Linked DNA regions of Mus musculus: all the other regions are linked to region 1. A link is a contact called in public HiChIP or PLAC-seq data. All regions are on one chromosome and are shown on one strand. Each heading gives the region's core, a stretch centred on a gene start, on an enhancer-like site or on the middle of the called end of the contact. The rest is flanking DNA. Distances are from core to core; before and after follow the strand shown. Region 1 overlaps F630040K05Rik (RIKEN cDNA F630040K05 gene). Region 2 has its middle 19 kb from the start of Vegfa. Region 3 has its middle 35 kb from the start of Vegfa.

Region 1 (4,386 bases), core at 785-3,284:
TTTTTTTCTGTTCATGAAATATGGCCTTATGTAGTCCAGGCTAGCCTCCTTGAAGCTGGGGCTATCCTTGGATTTCTAATTTTTCTGTGTCACCTCCCCAGTGCTGGGATTACAAGTGTGTACCGCCATGACCAGTGCATATGTATTACTGGGAATTGAACCCAAGGCTTTTGTGCATGCTAACAAAGCATGCTATCAGGCAACTGAGCTCCATCACCAGCCCTCATTGGTCCTTCAAGAGTAAAAGAACTCGTGGTTCCCATTGTCTTTTTTGAAGGCCTAGAGAGGGAAACAGCCTGCCTTAAACTGAGCTCAGTGCATGAGAAGGGCAGATGCCACCAGGAATAGGTAGAGCTGGTGTCATAGCTGAAGGACAGGTAGGCTGAGCCCTGTACTGACCAAGCAACCTGCAGAGGGTGGGGGCGACTGAGGGAGCCTGGCTTTGGGGGTCAGCTTTGTCCTGTTAGATGGAGGGACGGACACCAGAGGTTTGGGGACTTTCCTTCGTCTCACTTCTACCTGAGGGGTGGGGGAAGGTAGAAAGGCTAGAATGCTGGTTGGCAGGGCTTGAGTTCAGGCAGTCCTGGGAACCTTGCCTGAAGTGCCTGAGACAGAACAGCCATGAAGGCTGGCCTGACCAGGCTAGCCAAGGGGCAGGAGCAGGGCATTTTTCATTCATATTCCTGCCTCTGCATGGCAGCCCACATTGCCACCCCTGTTCCTGGGCTCCCAGCCTGATCCCAGGCTCTGCCTGCCCCTTGGCAGCCACCACCCAGCCTATCCACCCAGATACTTTCGAATTCCCATGCTTCTAACCGCTCCCTGGCCCCTGTGGGGTAGGTGTGCTGAAAGAGGCTCAGGCACAATGTGGATGTGTACATGTAAAACATATGTAGTACGTATGTGCCTATCTATGTACCTGAGTGTGTCTTGATGTGCATAGAAAGTGCACGTGAGCATGTGTTTGTGTGTGCATGGTTGTGTCTACGAGTCTGTGTATATGCATGAATGTAAAGTGAGTCTACATGAGTGTGTGTGTGTGTGTGTGTGTAGGTATAGGTTGTGTAGGTGTGAGAATATATGCACAACAGCTCATGTGAGTGAATGAGTGTAAGGGTGTATACCAAGGTGCATATGAGCCCATGTGAGTGTTTGAGGGGGTGGGGTAATGAGGAGTCAAATCTGCCCCCTCAACCCCCCCCCTGCCCGTTTTGAAAGGCACATGCTCCTTTTTTGGGGAGGAGGTCACATGCCAGTACTTCTTAGGACAGATCTTGTAAACTGAAGTTCCCCATTCCCATGGCTCGAATCCATGACCTGGATTAGGAGTGCAAGATAACAGCCATGCATTTTGGGGGGACCTCCTTCTCATCGAGCTGTGGGAGTGTCCAGAGTGCCCCAACTTGACCGTGGAGAGTGGAGCAGAGCTGAGGAGGGCTGCCGCTGATTCCAGGAGAATGGACCCCGTCATCGCTGAGGCTCCACTGGGAAGCTGGAGACTGGGAGGTCCTTTGGACAGTTTTTACTGTTCCCAGCCTCAGGCCTGGCCTGGATTTCCCTTGAGGGGACAGCGGGAGGGAACCGCAGGACTGGATTGGTTTATTCAATGAAGTAGCAACATCAGTGTGTTTCCTGCCAGCTTTTCTTCCCGCCTCACTTTCTTCTCAGAGAATAGAAACACCCAGGAGGGGTTTTCTTTCTCACTGGCAAGCCAGAGTGGGGGTGGCTGGGGCCCTGCTATTGGCCCAGGCCCTTGTCATTACAGGCACACCCCTTGGACTTGAGCCAACTCCAACTTCAGCAAAGGAGAGCAACTGTATTAGCAGCTTCCTGCCCAGCCCAGGGCTCTCACTGGGAGAGGCCCCATGACCTCTGCTTGAAAGGCCAAGGCTTTCTAAAGAGGCAGGTCAGTCCTGATCTCAGACTCTTGTTCCCGACTCTCTCTGGTCCCAGCTAGGTCTTGAAGTCACAATAGCAATAGGGCTCAGGGGGAGCAATATTATGCCAGGTTCAAATCCTGGTTCAGCCACGTGGTATTGAGCCACTTGGTACTGATAACTTCTCTGGTGCCTCCCACCTGTGACTAGGATATCCATAGGACTGACGTCATAGCTTTCGTTTTCTGTTTTTTTTCTTTCTGAGAGTCAATGAATTCTTGTTTGTTTGACCCTTGAACTTGACCTCAATCTGTATGAGTGGTTGTTAAACACTTGTCACTTCCCCAGGTATGAGCGGCTGAGGTGGAGGTTGCTGGAGGAGGGGCTGTCCGTCCGATTACCTGCTCATCCCCTGCTCTAAGCTCCACCCCCAAACCCAGAAGCCTCTGCCTTTTGACTTTCTTCTTCAACCTCTAAGTCCCATCCCGCCAGGCAGGTGGACGGCTCCGCCTTCATCTCAGACCAGTGATTGAGGAGGCTCCTCATTTCAGTCCCCCCCCCCCCCCCCCCCCCCCGTGGCTACAGTAGCCACTCCCAGGGCACCCCATATGGCCGGCCTCTCTCCAGTGCCTTGTAGCTCCCAGCTGCCCCAGGAAGGAAGTGGATGTTCTGTCCACTGGGCTGTGGCCTCAGGCTTTTGTTTGAGGCTAGAAGGGTTCATTCATGTAAACTCACACACCTTCCTGAAGCTATAGGTCTGATCAGGTTCGGGCCTCCCACACTGGGCTAGGGACTTTGTAGAGACTTCTCTTGCCTTCCAGGGACCTTCATCTCCCCCTCATTCTGGTTCTCTGCTCCTAAGACCTGTATCCTACCTGTGCTCTAAAATCGAGCCCCATCTTGACTCCCACTGGCAGTGCTATGAGGCCAAACTGGGAGGTTCAGCCACCCACATGTCCCAGAGGGTGCCTCATGGCCTTGGCTGCCTCTGTATAGCCTACCTCTCTGACTCCAGCACCTCCACTGGAGCTGCAGGCAGATGTATGACAGCCTTGTCATGAATGCTCAGGTCCTGCAAGAAGCCTGGCACGGCTGCTGCTGCTGCTGCTGCTGCTTCTGCTTCTTCTTCTTCTTCTTCTTCTTCTTCTTCTTCTTCTTCTTCTTCTTCTTCTCCTTCTCCTTCTCCTTCTCCTTCTCCTTCTCCTTCTCCTTCTCCTTCTCCTTCTCCTTCTCCTTCTCCTTCTCCTTCTCCTTCTCCTCCTCCTCCTCCTCCTCCTCCTCCTCCTTCTCCTTCCTCCCTCTACCCCTCCTTCTTCCTCCTCCCTCCTCCCCCTCCTTCCTCCTCCTCTTCTTCATGTTTTTTTTAAAGATTTATTTATTTTATGTATGTGAGTACACTGTCACTATCTTCAGACACACCAGAAGAGGGCATTGGATCCCATTACAGATGGTTGTGAGCCACCATGTGCTTGCTGGGACTTGAACTCAGGTCTGAGAAGTTAGCACTCTTAACTGCTGAGCCATCTTTCTAGTCCCAGGAGGCCTGGTTTGATGTCAAGAAGTCCATTTCAACTTTCTTCCCTAGCATGTCACATCTACTCTGTGTCCTCCTAAGCCTGGCAATGGGGCAGAGATGAAGAAGACCCAATAGGTCCCTCCCTCCAATCTTGTCTTCCCCTTGTCTCCCCCTCCTTTCTCTCTCTTTTGCTCAACTCCCTCTTGTTTCTCCCTCCCCCTGTTCACTCCCTTTTCCTTTCTTCCTTCTCTTCCTCTTGTCTTCTTCCTCTCTCCCACCTCCTCCTTTCACCCTCTTCCCTCTTTCCCCTCCCTCCTTCTTCCATTCCCTCTTCCTCTCCACCCTCCTCCATCTTTCCCCGAAGCATTGGTGAGCAGCTCCTGCAAACTGGTACAGACGGGCAGTGATTTTTTCAACTTGATTGGACCTAGGTTCCAAGACGGATGGGAGGTGGCTCTGGGTGGGTGTTCCAAGGCATTTCCTGGAAGGATTCGCTGAAGGAGAGGAGCTCCCTAGAGTAGGTGGTCCTTTCAGGCAGTGGCTGCTCCACTCTAAAGGAGTCTGAGAGATAAGCACAGTTGAGGTTGCTCCCTGTGGGTGCACACATCTACTCTGCCACATCCACCACCACATCTTTCCCTGCGTTTGGAACCCAGCTTCATCTTCCAATGGATTGGTGGCTCCCAGGAACCCTCCAGTCCCTCAGCATCAGACTGCAGACTGCTGAGGCCCCTAGCCCGGTGCACTGAGTAGCCTCAGGAGTCTCAGCCTCTTTAGCATGCCAACAGCCTATGTGGGACTCCCAGCCTGGAAAGTCAATCTAATAGATCCTAATATATATCCATTCAATCAGCTTAAAAGCCTTGACCAATATACATATTTATTGCATGATGGGGCTCAAGGAGTACTCACTGTAGTTCCCATATTCACCCTTGTTTTTTTGGGGGGGCTCCCTGAGCTGGAGATGAGGCCCCCAACATGCTGTCTTTGGCT
Region 2 (4,386 bases), core at 835-3,334, 250 kb after region 1:
GGAGTGGGGGGGGGGGGTCTTTGACTCTTGCCTGCTCTGGGGACCCTTCTCCTCTTACTGGGCTGCCTCTTCCAACCTTGAAATAAGGGTTTGTGCCTAGTCATGCTGTAACTTGCTAGGCCATGTTTGGTGGAGCTTCCTGCTCTTTTCTGAAGGGAAATGGAGGAGGAGAGGATCTGGGGACAGGTGAGGGAGGAGGGAGGGACTGGAAGGAGAGGAGGAAGGGGAAACTGCAGTCTAGACATAATATATAAGAGAAGAATAAATAGGTAGGTAGGTAGGTAGGTAGGTAGGTAGGTAGGTAGGTAGGTGGACGGACAGACGGACAGACAGACAGACAGACAGACAGACAGACAGACAGACAGACAGACAGACAGACAGATAGATAGATAGATAGATAGATAGATAGATAGACAGATAGATAGACAGATAGATAGACAGATGGATAGACAGATGGATAGATAGACAGATAGATAGACAGACAGACAGATAATCAGGTAATCTTTGGATCCAGCCCTTCCATCCTGGAGAGGAAGACCCATGCCCAGCTTTGCTCCTAAAGATGCTCTTGCTCAATCCAAATTCTTTCCCATCGGAATCACTTCTGTTCTTCCCCCACATCCCCACTGTCCATTCTCCCCCAAGCTGTCTTTGTCTTGCATTTCCCAAGTCCAGGCAGATTATAAATATTTACTGTTTCCTCTCCTGGCCACACGTAATCCCCATCCTGACAGATAACGTCCTGTGGACGCAGCTGAACAATCTCGCAGTGACTGAAGGCAGCCTGGTGGGGCCTTCCGAGGGTTGCTTTGCTTAGCCTTCATCTTTCGGCTAGCATAAGCAAAGGCTGCTAGATCCCATGAGTTCTCTTTCAGTACCAAGGCACAGCACACTTGGCCAGCCCTCAAAGTGCTGGAGTATGGATAGGAAAGATCCGCAGCCTCTTCCTGAAGCTTGCTCGGTCTTTTCTCCCTGGCTCTTCTCATCCTCGGCCTGTAGGTGAGACCCGTGTTCTTTTGGATAGACATCACTAGAGCCATTACACTCTTCATTCAAGAAACATGAGCAACACCGTGTGCTCCCTGCAGCCCCTAACTTAGCTTGCCACTGTAGTTTTGGGCAGACAGTAGCTTTACTAGACTGGTTCCCTGGGACTAAAGAACCCCAGTAAATTCACTTACGTCTGGGCCCTCTGCTTGGGGAGGTAGGAGCACTGGAGGTCTGTAACCCTTTCTCCCCTTCCTTCTCCCTCTCCTGTCTCCTGGCAGGGGAGTTGAACTCCCTTCCAAGAGAGTGAAATCAGACAGCATGATGGCTGCGGAAACCGAGTCCCGGAAATGCTAAACTTTTCCTTCTGATGTTAACATTCTTCCCCTGGAAGCCATCACAGATGGAAAGAGTAAGGTTGACTGGCTGGTGTTAAGAGCCACAACATGAAGCGAAAGGAAGAATTCCAGATATGTCACCATGACAATCCTAATAGGTGGTGTGTGCCCAGGGTCACCTGTTACTGCTGGAGTCAACCACCCATCTTATGGGAGAAGCTGTGAGAAGAAAATGAGTGGACCCAGTGGCTTCTTGAAGAAGGAAAAGACTCTAAAGCACTGGCTTTCAACCTATGGGTCACAATCTCCTTGTGGTCCCGTATCAGATGTCCTGCACACCAGATATTTATCCTACATTGCGATTCATAACTATAGCAAAGTTACAGATAGGAAGTAGCAGTGAAATAATTTTATGGTTGGAGGTCACCACAACATGAGGAACCATATTAAAGAGCTGAAGCATTGGGGAGGTTGAGAACCAGTGAACTAAACTTTGGAGTCTGGAGGCTTTTGTGAGCCGTGACTGTTTAAGAGCCTTTTGGGGGGAAAAAAAAAGAAGAAAACATAGAGACAGAGTCCAGGGTAGGGTAGGTCTTAGCCTCGATCTGTGGGCCCCACGGGATCCTGCACATACAGACAGGAGAAAGCATTTTATTTTTTCTCCATCGTCTATTTCAAGACTGTTCCTCTTGTCCAAGGCCGCGTGTTGCAACCTCTTGCGTGCTTAGGTTTCCGATCTTCAACTGACGAGCCCCAGCCCCTGGAGACGTTGCTCGACTAGCCTTACCGTGCATAGGGAAGTTGGATTTGGGCCCTGGGTTTGGCTACCTCTACATCCTTCCCCTGTCCCACTTTCCCCGGCCTGTTTGTATTCAGTCTAGACGCCTCGATTTTATTTGTTGGTGTCCTGCCCTAGCCCGGGGCAGCTGTGGTGGGTGGGAAGAGCACTTGAGTCGGAGTCAAGAAAACTGGCTTAAATTCTCACCAGGCTGTTTACAGGCTGTGTAGAAATTCAGGCAAACTATTTACCTTCTCTGGGCCCCAAGTCTCTCCTCTGCTAAGCAATTAGTAACAAGCTCTATCACTAGGGCGGTTAAAGGAGACAATATGGCCTCAGGGAAGAGACCATCGCTTCCAGTCCCTACTACCCCTGCTAGACCCCCACCTATCCAGCCAGTCCTCATGGACCTCTCCTGGGACTCTACAGACACCTCACTGCCACAGTCTTGAGATGAAGACTCCACTTTCAAACCTGTGTGTGTGTGTGTGTGTGTGTGTGTGTGTGTGTGTGTGTGTGTGTCTGTGTCTGTGTCTGTGTCTGTGTCTGTGTGTGTGTGTGTGTGTGTGTGTGTGTGTGTGTGTGTGTGTGTGTTGGCAAAGAAAAGACGACCCAGGCATGAATGTATATCAAGCTCCTAAGATGTGGTCACTACTAATTCTGACATGTGATAAGTATGAACTGCATACTGAGGCAGCCAGGCATGATGGCCCACGCCTTTAATCCAGTGCTTGGGAGACAGAGGTAGATGAATCTTTATGAGTTCAAGGCCAACCCGGTCTACATAGTGAGTTCCAGGACAGACAAAGCTACATATGAACTCTCTCTCTAAAAATAGCCAACAAGAAGTAAACAAACAAACAAACAAACAAAACAAAAACAAAAACACACCAACAACAACAAAATACATACCAAGACCAAGTGTGGTGCCATAAAGCTTTTGATCCCACCACTCAGCAGGCAGAGGCAGGCAGATCTCTGTGAGTTCAAATCTAGCCTGGTCTTCAGAGTGAGTTCTAGGCTAACTGGAGCAGCAATGAGACCTTGTCTCAAAAAAAAAAAATTGTGGCCCTAATAATTTCTCACTAATAATTTCCATTTTAACAAAAGGTTTAGGTGACATTTCACATACGTGAGGCTAAATAACGCATAAAGTGAATATGCATTTTACCTGTTTCTTTTAAAATCTGGCTTCTAGAGAAATTTAAGTGTATGGCCTGGGAATCTGGCTTATTCTTAGCACTCATGAAATGCTGGGTTTAATTTCCCAACACCAGATCAAACCAGCAAATAACTTACATGTGGCCCTTGTGCTATTTCTATTGGCTGACACTGTTGCTGACTAAGCAAGAAGATAGCAGAACAGCAGGCCCTGGGAAGGATGTGGAGAGCTGAGCTTGGTAGCACACGCCGTTAATCCCAGCACTCAGGAGACAGAGGCAGGCAGATTTCTGTGAGTTCAAGGCCAGCCTGGTCTACAGTTCCAGGACAACTACATAGTGAGATCTTGGATCAAAAGGAGGAGGAAGAGGAGGAGATGGCTCAATAAATAAAAATCTTGCCATAAAACAACGACCTAAGCTTAGAACTCACGACATAAAAAGCCAAGCACAGAGGCTAGTACCTGTAGTTCCCAAGCTAGGAAGGTGGACACAGTGAACCCCCTGGGGCTCGCTGGCCAGCCAGTCTAGCCAAACCAGTGAGCCCCAGGTTCAGTGAGAGACTCTGGGAAATACAGTGGAGAGCAATTGAAGAGACATCTAACGTTGGCCGCTGGCTTCCACACATGCCTGTGAACATATACTGCACGCGATTAAAAAGGGGAGAGCCAAAGGCAGAGTCGGGTTGGTCTTATGTGTCGTGGTCAAGAGGAGCCTCCTTGAGAAAGGAACGAGACTTAAAGGTTTTGAAAGCTGAACACCTGAGGTGGGATGGGGTGTGCCAAGCAGAGGGACCACCTGTGCAAAGGCCCCCAGAGAAGACTCTGAGGAACACTATGGGGAAACCATACACCCAAGCTGAGAATCCTGTGAGCTATTGCAGGCACGGGCAGCTGGACATTGTGGGGGGGATTTTACTCTGGGTAAAATGGAGTCTTTACAGGGTTTTGAGCCCAAAAGGGAGAGGACTCAGCTCTGCCTCCACCAGCTCACTCTGGCTGCTATGTGAGCACCAGCCAAAGGGAGGCCAGAAAGAATCCGAGAGGCTAAGTTCCAGGGATAAGAGCACCTACCTCACTGGGCCTTTTGCAGACATTGACCCATGTGGGGTAAGCGATTGGGA
Region 3 (4,386 bases), core at 1,031-3,530, 230 kb after region 1:
GCAAGGAGGGACATCCCAGCTGTGTCAAGTGCCCATTTCAGAGCCTCAGGTACTGGGTTGGCACAAAAGGCTCAGGGCTAGTGAAGACAAGCAGCAGAGGTGCAGTCTGTGAGAGAGTGCAAGCTAGGTACCAATCCCCAGAGTCACAGCAGAGCCTCGGTGGGTGCCTTGCTTCAGCTCTGAGCCCCACACATCTGTCTACAGGGGAAGGGGTTGTCACTGTCAGCCAGTATTTTAGTTCTGACAACTCCATGGAGCAGGATGGAGAAGGGCATGGAAGGACGACCAGGAAGGTCTTGGATAACTGAGATGGACTTACGCTCTCTCAACAAAAAGTTCGAATAAGGGTTTAGCAAGGGTTCCAGGGCCACTATCTCTCTGGGAAGTCTTCTCTGATATCCTGACCTCAAGCTCCAGAATTTAGGTGCACCTCTGGCAGATGAGACATTCCTTATACCACCTCCACCTTCAGCTCTATCAAGCACAGCATCTGATACATTAGAGGCACATAGCAAACAGCTTGGGAGAGAATACACAAGTGACTGTCAACTGGTTTTGATGACCAAGTCTGTACAGAAAGAAATCCCAGGTCTGAGATGTGGTGTGTGGGATTGACCAAAGAGGTAGGAGCTAAGCTCTTTCACCAAAAAAGTGAATCATCTTGTAAGAACAACCGACCACAGCCCACCCCTGCCTCTTTTGTCCAGATCCCATAGTCTGGTAAGCATCCAACAGTGTGCAGGTACCAGGGCAAGCATTAGTGGGCAACATGGAGAATTAGAAGACTCTGTCTCTCACTGGCTTGAACACAACCATCTGAAATCATCTGAGAGGATCAGTAAAGAAATCAAGATCATATCAACAAAACAATGGGAATGCAGATATGTAGACAGTAGGGAAGACGTTTTCTCAAGGGGATTCCCAGAGGAGGAGAGCTCTCAACCATAGAACCCAGAATACCACTCCCACCTATCCATTTATTCACTCAAATATTTACCTAACCATCATCCATCATCATCAACCCATCCAACTACCTACCAGTCTGCCCAGCTACCCAGCTACTCATCCTCCCAACCTTCCATCTTTCTGGCCATCTTCCTAGCCACCCATCTACCCCTCCATCCAACCATCTACCTACACCTATCCATTCATCCTTTCATCTGTCCAACTACCCATCATCCATTCATCTATCCATTCATCTACCGGCCCACCAACCATCAATCCATCTATCCTCACTCATCTATCTGTCCAACAATTCAAACACCCATGAATCTACCCGCAAATCCATCCATCATACCACTTACCCAACCATTCATCTATCCTTCCAAACACCCAGCCATTCATATATCTGCTCATCTACTGACCTATTTAACCATCAGTCCAGCCATCCCTCTATCTATCTATTCATCCATTCATCTACCACCCATCCAATCTGCCACTCAACAGATTCACTTTTCGTCTTTCCACCAACCAACCCATCCAGCCATGCATACATCCACCCATCTACCCACTCACACAACTCATTTACCCTTCCAACCAACCAACCAACCAATCTTCACCTACCTATCTATTCACCCATCAATCCAAACACCCATCTGTCCATATCTACCTACTCATCCAACCATCCATCACCACCTGCTCATCCCACTAACCCAGAGAGCCATTCATGTATGTATCCACAAACACGCACCCACCCCTCTACTTATTTATTTGCACCCAACCACCCACCTATCTATGATCCATCCATTCCTCCATCCAGTGAAACAAACATTATGAAAAGACAGGCCCTGAGAATATGTTGGCAAATGAACACCATCTTTCTCTCAGCGTCCCTTGGGCTTTACTGGATAGCCAGCATCTAAGCTCAGGTGGCCATGCAATCTGAGATAATACCTGAAAACTATATCTCACCAGTCAGAAATAGTAATGAGGAATGCCTCAAGATGGTCAGTCTTACAGGATCTGCCCCAACCCAAACACACCCCAAAATCTGCCAGCATCGCTTCTCCCGGAACAACAAGTGCTGGGGATGCGGAGGGAGGGAGGAAGGAGCTTGCGTGAAGCAGAAGACACCTGGAAGGTAGACAAGGTTAATGGTGACCTGTTGTTTTTCTAGGCTCTTAGTGACCTCACCTTTGACCAACAATTTCCTGGCACTCACTCAGTCTGCCAAAGGGGAAGGGGGTTGGCGGCGGCGGCAAAGAGACTCCAAGAGGAAGGTAAACAGCAGGTGAGGCCAAAGGTGGCCTTAGAAGACAAGGGGCACATTCCAAAAAGTCTCCCAGGCCTGAGGCCTGCAGTAAAGCCCAAAGTCCAGTGGAGAACACACACCTGCACTGCAGTCGTAGACAGTGCTATAAATACTCCGTTGTTCAGGGATTACCCACCCAGAGGATGCCTTCCCCTTGGAGAATGTCTCTCCCTCCCCCAACCCCCATCCCTTCCCCAGTTCTCACTCCAGCAACCCCAAGAGCCCCTAGTGCAGCAGGTCTGTGAGCAGCTGAGGAGTCTGACATGGACACCATCGTTTCTCTCAGCACCCACAGCCTGCTTTAGAGTCAGCACAACCTACTGACAGGAGCCACCTCGGCACCCCTCATAGGGAGGAAGAGTGGAGGCGGCAGCCAGCCTCGGTGGGTTGTCATCCTGCTGGACTCTTCAAAGGGAAGGCCTGGGATCCCTCAGCCAACAGTGTGCCTCTGCTCTCCCTGCTGCACACGGGCATCACGGCCTGCGGAGTCACCATAGAACAGAGGTGCACAGGCCTACCAAATGGCCGTAACATTCACGTCGTAAAGGCAGCCAGATCTTCCTGCAGGTCACCCCCCCTCCTTGTAAGGGATGAAGACCCACAGGGACATGAAAACACGGAGAACTGGGGCCTGTCTCTGCTCACCCTCATCTCTTTGATTACTCTTCTTATGGGGTCAGCCTAGCCTGCTACATATGAGCTCTTCAGTATTGGGGGACACACATCCCTTAGGGATCCCATGAAAACTAAAGACATCATCCCCAAAAAATATGTTCATTCGTATACTGATGAGACCACAGACGGTCTCAGGGCTCTGTGTGTTCCAGGCCAAACAGCTGAAAGAGAGAGACAGAGAGAGAGAGAGAGAGAGAGAGAGAGAGAGAGAGAGAGAGAGAGAGAGAGTTGTCGCAATCATTCAGTTATGCTTCTAGGGTATTATAGACTGAACTTCCAAACCTAACCTTACCCAGAATCTTCCAGAGCCCTCTCCCCGAGGCTCTAGAAGAAATAAGCAGGTGACCTGAACCTTCCTGGAAAAGTCCTTTTTGCTACTTGCCCCTCCCCCACCCACCCCCAGCCTTTCTCCTCCTTCTCAACTGCTGCCCACAGCTGGGTCCGGAGCTGGTCTTTGAAAGTCAAACAGAATCGTAGAGAGCATCTGTACATCTCTTTATCTTTTCTGACAAGAACCGTAAATGGAGTTAGGTATGCTGACTTGCTTAAAGTCTCTGAGATAATCAGAACAGCAGCCAGGTGGCCTGTCCTGACTCCATCCCAGGAAGTGTGCAATTGGCCTACTGTGCATCCCTGCAGTGCCTCACTAGGGAGAGAAGGGGCCACCAGGGCTAAGTGAGCTTTAATTACATTGGCCGAGCATGCCGAATAGCCTTGGAGTTAAGAGTGCAAACAAGGTCACCAAGGTCCTGATTATGTAAGACGCTGTGAATCTCCAGAAACTCTGATGCAGAGTTGGAGCATTCATTCATTCGTTCAATCAATCAATGATTACTGAGCCCCACCCCATGGGGACAAACAGTCAGGACAATCACCCAGACAAGCTTCCTGCCGCCCAGAAATCCCAAAGGAAGAAAGACAAATCAAGCCTTGCTAGAGATAAATACCACAGGGAGAGTGACTGAGAACTTAGTGATGTCGTATTCTTAAAAGAAGATTTATTCTCTTCCCACTGTACCTCAGTGTGTGTGTGTGTGTGTGTGTGTGTGTGTGTGTGTGAGAGAGAGAGAGAGAGAGAGAGAGAGAGAGAGAGAGAGAGAGAGGTGTGCAGGTGTCCACAGAAGCTAAAAGAGACATTGGTTCTCCTGGAGCTGGAGTTACAGGCAGTTTTAAGCTGCCTGATGTGGGTGCTGGAAACAGAACTCAGGACTTCTGGAAAAGCGGTAAGGTCTCTCTCCAGCCCCTGGTGGTGCCATACTGTGGGGATGAGGATGCACAAGGAAGGTCTCTTTTAACTCCTTCTAAAAAGAACAGAACACAATAAACAAAACAAAGAAAAGCTGGGTGATGGTGATGACGGTGCCAATCCCAGCACAGGTATTAAAGGGACAGGGGCGGGGATGGGGCAAAGGCAGGGGGGCAGGCAGATCTCTGTGAGTTCAAGGCCAGCCTGGCCTACA

What was found. HiChIP or PLAC-seq counts read pairs in DNA pulled down with a chosen protein or histone mark.
Region 2: a contact with region 1 is called in an H3K27ac HiChIP or PLAC-seq map of acute myeloid leukemia, with 3 times the contacts expected there. The contact joins two enhancer-like sites. A contact is called at or near these places in 9 of 39 promoter capture datasets (the SN4741 cell line, embryonic stem cells, frontonasal cranial neural crest and 3 more), 1 of 15 datasets of contacts at CTCF or cohesin (the NIH/3T3 cell line), 4 of 484 Hi-C or Micro-C datasets (the 3T3-L1 cell line, bone marrow-derived macrophages and nephron progenitors), 17 of 115 datasets of contacts at active chromatin or transcription factors (acute myeloid leukemia, bone marrow-derived macrophages, craniofacial prominence and 11 more) and 3 of 9 other capture datasets (adipose tissue, embryonic stem cells and liver).
Region 3: an H3K27ac HiChIP or PLAC-seq map of embryonic stem cells shows a contact between it and region 1, with 6 read pairs. The contact joins two enhancer-like sites. A contact is called at or near these places in 3 of 484 Hi-C or Micro-C datasets (bone marrow-derived macrophages, liver and nephron progenitors), 3 of 115 datasets of contacts at active chromatin or transcription factors (embryonic basal ganglia, embryonic stem cells and pancreatic cancer cells) and 1 of 9 other capture datasets (embryonic stem cells).

What each region holds. Positions count from the first base shown.
Region 1 is chr17:45,765,402-45,769,787 of GRCm38.p6, forward strand. All of the region lies in intron 2 of F630040K05Rik (RIKEN cDNA F630040K05 gene), which reads left to right. Among named protein-coding and RNA genes, the nearest start is that of Gm46607, 21 kb to the right of the region's middle. Within about 2 kb of position 2,035, at least 230 of the 459 cell types and tissues checked have an H3K27ac peak or open chromatin away from gene starts, as enhancers often do. A contact at or near this core is called in acute myeloid leukemia, embryonic stem cells and liver, where this site is marked.
Region 2 is chr17:46,011,672-46,016,057 of GRCm38.p6, forward strand. No RefSeq gene overlaps it. Among named protein-coding and RNA genes, the nearest start is that of Vegfa, 19 kb to the right of the region's middle. Within about 2 kb of position 2,085, at least 31 of the 459 cell types and tissues checked have an H3K27ac peak or open chromatin away from gene starts, as enhancers often do. A contact at or near this core is called in acute myeloid leukemia, where this site is marked.
Region 3 is chr17:45,994,926-45,999,311 of GRCm38.p6, forward strand. No RefSeq gene overlaps it. Among named protein-coding and RNA genes, the nearest start is that of Vegfa, 35 kb to the right of the region's middle. Within about 2 kb of position 2,281, at least 23 of the 459 cell types and tissues checked have an H3K27ac peak or open chromatin away from gene starts, as enhancers often do. A contact at or near this core is called in embryonic stem cells and liver, where this site is marked.